2 separate regions of the Sus scrofa genome follow, and region 1 is linked to region 2. A link is a contact called in public HiChIP or PLAC-seq data. All regions are on one chromosome and are shown on one strand. Each heading gives the region's core, a stretch centred on a gene start, on an enhancer-like site or on the middle of the called end of the contact. The rest is flanking DNA. Distances are from core to core; before and after follow the strand shown.

Evidence for each region. HiChIP or PLAC-seq counts read pairs in DNA pulled down with a chosen protein or histone mark.
Region 1: a contact with region 2 is called in an H3K27ac HiChIP or PLAC-seq map of alveolar macrophages. The contact joins two enhancer-like sites. A contact is called at or near these places in 6 of 47 Hi-C or Micro-C datasets (alveolar macrophages, blood, embryonic fibroblasts and 3 more) and 2 of 2 datasets of contacts at active chromatin or transcription factors (alveolar macrophages and skeletal muscle).

The regions. Positions count from the first base shown.
Region 1 is chr2:144,567,559-144,572,379 of Sscrofa11.1, forward strand. ARHGAP26 (rho GTPase-activating protein 26) reads left to right here. Exons shown (of 23, transcript XM_021085449.1): 12 at 142-178. Among named protein-coding and RNA genes, the nearest start is that of ARHGAP26, 270 kb to the left of the region's middle. Within about 2 kb of position 2,918, at least 14 of the 83 cell types and tissues checked have an H3K27ac peak or open chromatin away from gene starts, as enhancers often do. A contact at or near this core is called in alveolar macrophages, skeletal muscle and subcutaneous adipose tissue, where this site is marked.
Region 2 is chr2:144,492,618-144,497,720 of Sscrofa11.1, forward strand. The region is part of intron 10 of ARHGAP26 (rho GTPase-activating protein 26); the gene reads left to right. Among named protein-coding and RNA genes, the nearest start is that of ARHGAP26, 190 kb to the left of the region's middle. Within about 2 kb of position 3,769, at least 33 of the 83 cell types and tissues checked have an H3K27ac peak or open chromatin away from gene starts, as enhancers often do. A contact at or near this core is called in alveolar macrophages, skeletal muscle and subcutaneous adipose tissue, where this site is marked.

The sequences.
Region 1 (4,821 bases), core at 1,668-4,167, 74 kb after region 2:
ATGGCATTTACATGTGGGGGCCAGAAGTGGCCTTCTATCCTCAGGCACAAGCTAGGAAAGGGGGAAGGAGTGGTTTTCTCCAGTGGACCTGGAGAGTGGTAGGAAAATGCGCCCAAGTAAACAGGTCTTTCTGTTTTCCAGGTCTACAACTCCAACAGAGACAGTCAGAGCGAAGGCAGTAAGTACGCTGTTCAGATTTGTTTCTACAGCTGGGGGCGGGGGCGGGATTGGGGAAGCTGCTGTTCTGGGGAAGGACCACCAGGAGGTGCTATGGGCCTGTTGGGTCAGCCCCCTTCCCCCAGAGCAGCCTGAGCGGCTTCTGCCAGCCTTACCATGTCAGGGACTCCAGGACTTGCCGTGAGCCTGACCGGCAAGGCCGTGATGACATCTTGCACCCCGTAACCCTTCACGCTGTCCAGAGAATGAGGTACATTAGCTCCGTTAATCCTGTGTCGTCTTAAGAATGTCATTCCAGTCACCACTTAAACGTTGCTTAATCCAATAAGAGCCAGGTCCCCAAGAGCCCTGTCCTGCAGGAAGCCAGAATTGGCTTTGCCTCCTGCGCGGTCTTGCTCAGAGGACTGGAGAGGCAAGAACCGTCTGAGTGATGGCTTGGTACCTACTCCTGGGTTCCCGTTGCCTCTTGGAGAGCTAAGAGCAGAGACAGTGCACACTGATGATATTCCTCTCTGACGGGAGTGACCTGGGCAGCCTCTCGAGCAGGCACAGCTCCCCTGCTTCTGGCTCTGAGCGCTCTGGTTAAGCACGACGTCCAAGGGCACCTGCAACCTTGTAACGATGATGGGGTGAACATGAAACTGGGCTGATGGTCTCCTTGGTGAGCAGGAGAAAAAACAAATTCCTGCCTTGTTGCTACCAGCGTAGGAAGGAAATTGTGTCCCTGTGCCTCAGATTTGCTTTGTAAAATCCACTTGGAGAAAAGTCCAAGATAGCCCTACCCTGAATTGCAGCAGTATCCGGAAGCTCAGTGCCGCTCCATGTGGACCAGAGAAAAGGATGAGCTGTTTATGTCGATGCGAAATCCACTTGGAGACAGACATTTCCCTTCTTTCATGCTTTCCAAAATACAGATGTTACAGAATCTTTATGTAAAATGTTAAGTAATTTGGAAAGGTCGTTATTGGTAGGCCAAGAGGCCTTTCGGAGAAGAAAAACATGTTTCTTTGTTGCTTCTGTTTTTCCCGCACGCATTGAACCAGGGAGAATTTTTCAAGTAAATATTCAAGGAAACAAGTCCTTCCTCCCCCGTTCAGATGGGCCTGTTTCGGAAAGCCCATCTGATACGGGGCTAACTTGACCTAAAATAACAATCGCATAAACAATAGTAATAATAATGAAAGGGCAGAGAACTCTGCAGCGCCACCCGCAGTAAGGTGGGAAGAGTGGAAGAACCAAGGCTTGAAATCAGACCAGTTCTGGAGACCCGGGGACCAGTGGGGAAGGGCCTTCTGGATAATAGAAGCAGGATGAGAAAGCTTTTAAACAGTTTGTCAGTCCTTGCCTCACTTCTCTGAGAGTCCCAGGAAAGAGCGCATCAAAGTGGCCTAGCTTCAGCCCACCTGGGGCAAGACAGCACACCTCGACTGAGGGTTTCGAGAGGACTCAGGAGATGGAATTACAGAAGGGACATCACGGGACCCACCAGGACAAGAGAGGACAGAGGCCCACGCCCTGCCCTGCTCTGGGACACATTTCTATAATAAAGGACCTAGGAACTGGGAGGGGCAGGGACACATCGAAGGAGACCCCCTGCCCAGACCTGAAGCTTGCCTGTAACTTTTTTTTTGCCTTTTCTAGGGCCGCTCCCGCGGCATATGGAGGTTCCCAGGCTAGAGGTCTAATAGGAGCTGTAGCTGCCGACCTACACCAGAGCCACAGCAACGCTGATCCGAGCCGCGTCTGCCACCTACACCACAGCTCACGGCAATGCTGGATCCTTAACCCACTGAGCAAGGCCAGGGATCGAACCTGAAACCTCATGGTTCCTAGTCAGATTCGTTAACCACTGTGCCACGACGGGAACTCCTTGCCTGTAACTTTTGACGTTATGAATCTGCTTCTCCCTCCTTGAGATACATACCGGTAGATTTAAAAGATGACCGTGCTTCTGCTGGTGGGCATGCCAGCTGGTTTTACCATATCGTAATATGTATTAAGTATCTGGGGACTATGTATTAAAAGCCTTTCAAAAGTAAATATCCTTTGACCCAGCAGTTTGTCCTGACGGATAGATGGGAATGCAAAGACATTTCTGTAAAGAAGTTCATTGGCGCATCGGTCACGATAGCAAAGAATCGGAGACAGTCTAAATGGTTAATAAGACACTGATGACAAATAGCAGAGAGCACTATGGACCCTCTAAAAAGAACAGGCGAGATCTTGGTATATTTGCCAAAACGGTGCCCTCCGTATATTGTTCCCTTACGTTTTTAAAACTCAGGTGGTGGAACCATGTGTGGATAAAAATAAATGACTTGCCTTGTCTAGAGACATTGAGAGGCACAGTCCTGGAGACGCTTCCTCGTCAAAGTCTTAATCAGCACAGGGGGTAGATTGCTGGGAGACACCGACCTTCACCTTGAAATATTTCTCTATGCTTTGCATTGTCAACAGCGAGTGTATTTTACAATAATAGCTGTTCATGGATAGCGCTTACCGGCTCCTCACTGTGTTTCAGGGTTTTTATGCACATTAGCTCCTCTGATGCTTTTGCACTGCTCTGCGAGGTGCTTTTGACCTACTTTGTAGATTAGGAAATTGAGATTGGTCAATGCAGGAGATGTGATTTAATCTGAGTTCTGCCTGGCTCTAATTTAACTCTGCTGTTAACCACAGGGATATTCTACCTCCCTAGGAAAAGAACAACACAGAAGGTTCCGTTTGTGGAAACAAGGCGCGTGCAGCATGTGGCTCTTGCCATTGTTATTCACAGGGGACAGAGTTGGCTGCCTTGAGTCTCTACTGATTCTTCAGCTGCTCACCTTTTCATATGGGAAGCGGGAGAGGACAGATGGGTTAAACATACCGGTCACTTTTCCAGGAGTAGTTTAGAAAAATTATTTTTCTAGGGTGCTCTTGTTCTAGAAACTGCTCTGTTCACTGATTTCCAAGCTGGCTACACCAGAGAAGTGCTCCGGTTAGGGTTAGGGTTAGGACTTCTTTTGACATCACACGAGCCTTAGCTTCGTTTCCCCTCTGCTGCCAAGCCCGTTCCCTTTCCAATTCCTGCCGAGGTGACGTGAGTTTCACCGCACCCCACGCAGTGGCGCTCCTCCGCCACAGGTGGCGCTGTTGCCCAGGCTCTGGTGGTTTTGCAGCTGTGTATGAGGCAATTGAAACACTTAAAGGTAAGAAGTCTATAGGATATGAATTTAAACGTGGGATGCTGTGCTGTTACCTTTTAAGAGCCAGATTCCAAATGTTGGGCCTTTTCCTTTCTGGAAAATGGTTTGGTGAGAACTCAAATGCCAGCATTTCACCACAGAACCAGCATATTTTGAAGTGACAGGTAGCAGGAGGGAATTCCTTCGGGGACAGTTCTGAATTTGTTGCTTTTATCTTGAAGTTTCTCTCAGGGCATACAGTGCCTGTGGGATGTCAGGCAGGGCCATAATTAATGGCTGGCAGCTGCTGGTGTTTTCCAAATGGCCCAGTTGCCAAGGAGGGGATGACAGCAGATAAATGCATGCACATTTCTTTGCAGAGACTTTTCTCCCCTTTGCTTTCTTCTCTCTTCTCTTTGGATCTCGGGTCCAGAGAGAGAGAATTAGTCTTGCTCCCTGGCTTGTGGCACGGGATCCTCACAGGCTCCTCCTTAAGTCACTCACTCACTTCTCTTTTAGTTCTTTTCCCAACTCCTATTCCTGTCCTCCCGCAGTCCACCGTTCTATTGTGTACTTTTAACGTGTACTCTTGCCAATTCATGTCTTTCATGTACTTGTGGGGTGTTTTGTTGTTGTTGTTGTTGTTTGTTTGTTTGTTTCATTTTGTTCATGGCTGCACCTGCAGCATATGGAAGTTCCTAGGCTAGGGGTCTGAATCGGAGCTGCAGCTTCCAGCCTACACCACAGCCACAGCCACACCGAATCCAAGCCACATCTGCGACCTACCCCACAGCTCACGGCAATGCCAGCTCCTTAACCCACTGAGCAAGGCCAGGGATTGACCCCACATCCTCACAGACATGGATTCTTAACCCGTGATCCACAACAGGAACTCCTACCTGTGTGGGTTTTTGTTTTTGTTTTTGTTTTGTTTTGTTAATTCTTTGATTATCGTTGATTTACATTATTCTGTCCTACCTGGGGTTTTCTGTCGTGTAAATGGTTGTAGTCCTTGTTGTGTTTCCCTGGAGGTTCTCACAGAGGGGGCATGGGCGCAGATGTCGCTGCGGTATTGTCGGGGTTTACCCTGGAGGAGAGTAGTGTCCGCTTCGTTGGAGGGAAGGTGCTCAGGTCGTGACCTAGAGCCGTCTCTCCGGGGCCTCCAGCCCCACGGGAAGAGTTCCCCCTTCCTGCTAACTCTGGCCATTATCCAACTCTCTCTCTTTTTTTTTTTTTGCCAGTCTAGTAGGTAGAAAAGGATAGCTCATCCTTGTCTTGATTTGTAGTTCTCTGATAATCAGTGAGTTTAAATATCTCTTCATAGGCCTGTTTACTGGGTGTCCGCTTCTATTTTCTGCCTCTTTGTGTCCTTTGCCCATTTTGCTATTGCCTGTTACCTCTTCTTCATTGCCGATTTGTAAAGTTCCTTGTGCTCTAGGATTCATTCCTTGTTAGTTGCAGCTATTTTAAATAGATG
Region 2 (5,103 bases), core at 2,519-5,018:
GTGGCTGCAACGTACACCATAGCTCACGGCAATGCCAGATCCTTAACCCACGGAGCGAGGTCAGGGATTGAACCCACATCCTCCTGGATACTAGTCGGGTTCATTACCAATGAGCCACAACCGGAACTCTGCATTTAGAACATTACATGGCTTTAAGCTACTGTGTGGGTGTTGCCATAACGTGCTCCAAAGAAGAATATTTTCTTATTTTCCTAGAAGATACCTGTTCAGGGTTGCGTTGTGTACTCCCCAAACTCCTGTGTTGAGGTTCTAATCTCCAGTATCTGCAAACGAAAATTATTTGGAGATTGGATCTTTGCAGAGGCCCTCAAGTTAGAATGAGGTTGTCAGGGTAGCCCTAGTCCAGTATGACTGGTGTCCTTGTAAAAAGGGCTAATTTGGACACAGAGGCAGACATGTGCACAGGGAGGCACCGTGCGAATGCGAAGGCGGAGATCAGTGATGTGTCTTCTCGCCAAGAAGTGCCAAAGGTTGCGAGCCGACCACCAGAAGCTAGGAGAAAGGCATGGGAGAGTCTCCTTTGCTTGCATCCAAAGCAGCCCACCTGCTGACACCTTGTTTCCAAAGTCTAGCCTCTAGACCTGCGAGGCGATAGATCCTGTGGCTAATGCTCCCCAGTTGCTCGTGCTTTGTTAAGGCGGGTCGCCCTAGCGAACGGATAGAGTTTTGAATAGAGAGGGCCTCTCTCATCGAAGCAGCAGTAAACGGCCTCTAGTGGCCTTTTAGACGGATGGACACACACCCTCCTTGAAGAATCCCGTTGATAAGCAGCCCCTTCACAAAGCAGCCCTTTCACAGAAACTATCCTTCTCATTTTTTTTTCTTTTTTTTTCTTTTTTGTTAAAGGGTTGCATATGGAAGTTCCCAGACTAGGTGTTGAATTGGAGCTGCAGCTGCTGGCCTATGCCACAGCCACATCAATGCCAGACCCGAGCCACGTCTGTGACCTACACCACAGGTTATGGCAAAGCCGGATCCTTAACCCACTGAGCAAGGCCAGGGATGGAACCTGCGTCCTCCTGGATACCAATTGGGTTTGTTACCACTGAGCCACGACGGGAACACCTGTCCTTATTCTGAATAGTCTTTACTTTCATTAGCTTTTTAAAAAATCATCCTTTTTTATACCTTAATAAAGAAGTATTCTTTGGTGCCTTTGTGTTAACTTGCCATGAAACCGAACATTTGAAAGTGTATATTTTATGCTAGAATTGATTGATGATTTTTTCCTTTAAAGTGTAACCGTTGGAGAGAATTTAGTATAAAATTCCTGGGTAAACATGGGGCTTCATCTGAAGCCCCATGGTAGTGGCAGGTGATACTTGCTAATATCTGTCTCTGGTCACTTTGAATACTTAACTCCACTGGTACAGCATCTTAGGGAAATTCATGAGCAGATGGAGGGAAGTATTTGTTTACGCTAGCGTCATGGTGGTGGTCATTTCCCAGCATCTCTGCCTTTGTTTATTTGTAAGAAATTTCTCGCAGATGTATGTGGCATTTTTTCCCAGGTATCTTCCGGGCGGGGGTCGGGGCGGGGGGGACCACTAAGCCGTATGGAAAATAACAGAAACAGAAAGCTTCTTTTTGATGCACTGAATCAATACAGTCTCTCGAGGGGTAGTATTGATACTTGGGGGAGGGCAGCAGTTAGAAGGCTTCGTATTTTCCATGACAGGCTGACCCCCATGGACGCCCATACGTGGGAAGACGTTCTGTGGAGTCTTGAGGGACCCATTGTCGCCCTTGGTCCTCTCCAGAGTGGGGGGCAAAGGACAACTCAGGAGAGATGACAACGGTGTAACGGGGACCAAGATGAGCCTTGTCCTTGCCTTCATGGATCTTGCCGTTGATGGTAGCATGGGCCCACATGCCCACACATCCGTGCGCCAGAAGGTGTTGATACTCGGATGTTGAGCGTAACAGCCGACTTGGAGGACCTGGGTGCTGCGGGGAAGATGTGACCGACAGAGGGGCCGCAGCCTCCGCTCTAACAGAGATGGGTGGCGTGACGGCAATGCGTGCATTTTCATCCCTCTCGCCTCCCCTCCCTTCCTCCGTTATTAACCGTAGCCACCTGCTCTGGGCTTTACTGACACAGAAGACACAAGTGTAGTGAAGCGCAGCGAATCTCGTAGCCTTTCCTTCTCCAAAGTCATCCTCTGCTTTTTCCTGCAAACCGTATCCAGAGTCCTCCTTTTGCAAGCTTTCCGTGAATAGGTAGAGACAGCTTTCCTCCAGACCAGTCCCAGCCTGGCATGTCGCACCCTCTGTCAGTTCTGTCCTTGTCGTCTTCCCACCATGTGCTGTGTGTTTGCGCAGGGTATGAGCTTTTCTTCGTGATGGTTGGCTGGTTGTTTAATTAGGTATGTTTTATATGAGTCTGTTCAATTCTGAATATCTGTCTTAGGTAATTTGCTCCCAGAGGGAGAAAAATATCATTTTATACAGCTTTTACTACAGTGCTGTGTGCATGTGGTTGTTCAATTTTGTTTGTTTATGGTAATGCAATTTTTGAGTTAGATTATTTTGCTCTTTCCCTTGGGACTTGGGTGAATTACTCTGTGAGAGACTACAGGAGCTTAATCGTGTTAGTTGTTATTTAAACTAAAACATCGGCAGGTACACACACAGTCTGCATTTGTGTATGGGTAGGACAAAAAAAAAAAAACCTCTAGGAAAATGGGAAGCTGGGTAAGGTAAGAATATTGGAGGCTGGAAAGATTGATGGAAGAGCTGAAAAACCCACCGCAACCCTCTAAGGCGTCACCACCCTTATTTTGAGTATGTTTTATGAAAGGCTGCAGGATGCAGGTGACAGATGGAAGCAGCTTAAGTTTGCACTTGGACTCTGCCTATTGCTGGCTGTGTGCGTCTGGGCAGGCAGTTTAACCACATCTATAAGGTGGGGCTAGTCATGCCTACCTTGCAGGACTCTTTTGAAGATGGAATATGCTATCATATTCCTCCCTGATGGCGTTCTCTGTCGGAAGAGATTGTCCTTTGAAGTTGTCCTCTCTGCCTTAAAACCTGAGACTTCACTGTTCTCACGGTGGACCTCAGCTTTGGAGGGTATTTCCTGGAGGCCCTTTGTTGCATTTTGATGGCATACCTCTCTCCTAGAGTGTCCTGATTTTCTGAGTCGTCCCTAAGCTGAGAGCGAGCGCAGGTGCTTAAATGTCTGTGTGCAAAGGGGCTGCTAGGGGAAGAACCCATTTTCACACCGCGTATCCCCTAACGTGTTATTTATCTGTATTTCCTGTATGCGATAAAAGGTTTAAGCCCCTCCTTCCAATTTATGTCTCTTCATACGAGTGTGAAGTTAAAATAACACTCTTCCAGTTTAACATGTGGGGCGTGTGCTCCCTTGTCTGTGTGTCTGTGAGATGGTGTGAGCGTAAGTCGGCGTGTGTTTTCCAAAAACGCTCCTCTTACGTAACAGACTTTGGTTCAGGGCTCAACCTCTAGATGGCAGTTGTGTATGTGTGTTCGTAACTGTTAGGCGGTCCAGTTGAAAAGCAGCTGTCTTTGTACATTGTCAGTGCGTGTGTGTAATGCGTGTGTGTGTGTGTTGAAGAAATCAGGCGGCTATTGCTCCTTAAAGGAAAGGTATCCTAAATGACTCATTCTTTCTCTCTAAATTCCTTCCTCCCACCCTCGTAGAACGGATCATTTCATACCCACTTTCCTGCAGAGGCAGGCGTGCTCAGTCCTTCTGGCCTGTGTTTAAGCAGCGCGTTTCCCCGTGCTCTCGGCACTCAAGTGTCAGGCCCTGTGCTGCAGGGACAGCTTATTTAAGGGTGGTGACGAGGACAGGCGAGTGAGTGGGGCTGAGAACCAGGCCATCCTGCTTTTCCCTCGGGGTGCCGTCTGCCTTTATCTTTTGCAGCAGATGAATCCATTTTTCCTGGTTTCAAGCTTCCCCTCCCCTCCCCTTCTCACCCCTGGTCTGAAATAATATTTGATGTTGCCTTCCTGCTGGTTGGTTGGAGTTGCCGGTCTCAGAGCCATTGACATTTCGGAGAGGAAATGGCTCTTTCCTTCCTCGGAGGGTGTTTTCCTGCTCTCATTTTGTGGCTGCGGTGGGGGTGGGGGGTACCCGACGTTCTGAACTGCTTCTTGGCTGTTCTGTCAAATCAGCGAGTTAAGAAGTTCTTAGAATCTTTAGAGTTGGTGCAATTTTTAAATGACCGAGTTTCTTTTTTTTTTTTTTTTTTCCTTTTTAAAAAAGTTAAATGAGAGTATTTGCTGTTGGAATCTGGTCTGAGTCAGCGTGGGATGTGTGGGTTAATGGATTGTGGTGTAAAATAAGACAATCCTATTTGTGTTAGTTCTATTAGTTCTTCCTCTGTCTTATGCCTGTTTCCAGTCTTTAGTCTGCACAGTTAAAGTTGGAGTTTTATTGATTACATATACCAGTTTATTTGGCAGCGTCTAAATATAAAATGTTTTTTTTTTTAAATCTAAACCACAATGTGGCTATTACATAAGTCTGAAGAAAGGAGACAGTTCAGCCCGTAAATGCCACTTATTGTGCATGTCTGTTCATCATGAGATGCAAGAGTAACAAAAAAATTGAGAAACGACCTAGAAGATTTCTTGAATTGGAATCTTTTCTCGTAGTTTGTTCTCAGCGATAACAAGTGTTTGCATTCCCTCTGAGTGGGTCTCATCTCAGCAATGAAGAATGCTTTCTTCTGGTGCAGTGTTGAAACCTGCTACGCCTGTGTCCCCGCTGCCTGTGGCCCAGAACAGGCTCTCCGTCAGCGTGTCTCATGCAAGACCATCTCAATGTGCCAAAAATGTGCTTGTCTGGCTTCCAATCTTTCATAACTTCATTCTCCTTTAAAAATGGAGGAAATTATCTGATGCGATTGGCATTATTACTCTCCAGACTCTTATCATTGCTCTGGTCCTAACTATTTGGCGTGCTTTCCTCCCAGATCAGTGGCTATAGTTATAATACGTTATCATTCATTCATTCATTAGGATTGATCCTTTCTAGATAATTAGAAGCCCGATTCTGGAAAATTCTTTCTTTTTTCTTTCTTTCTTTTTTTTTTTTTTTTTTTTTTTTGCTTT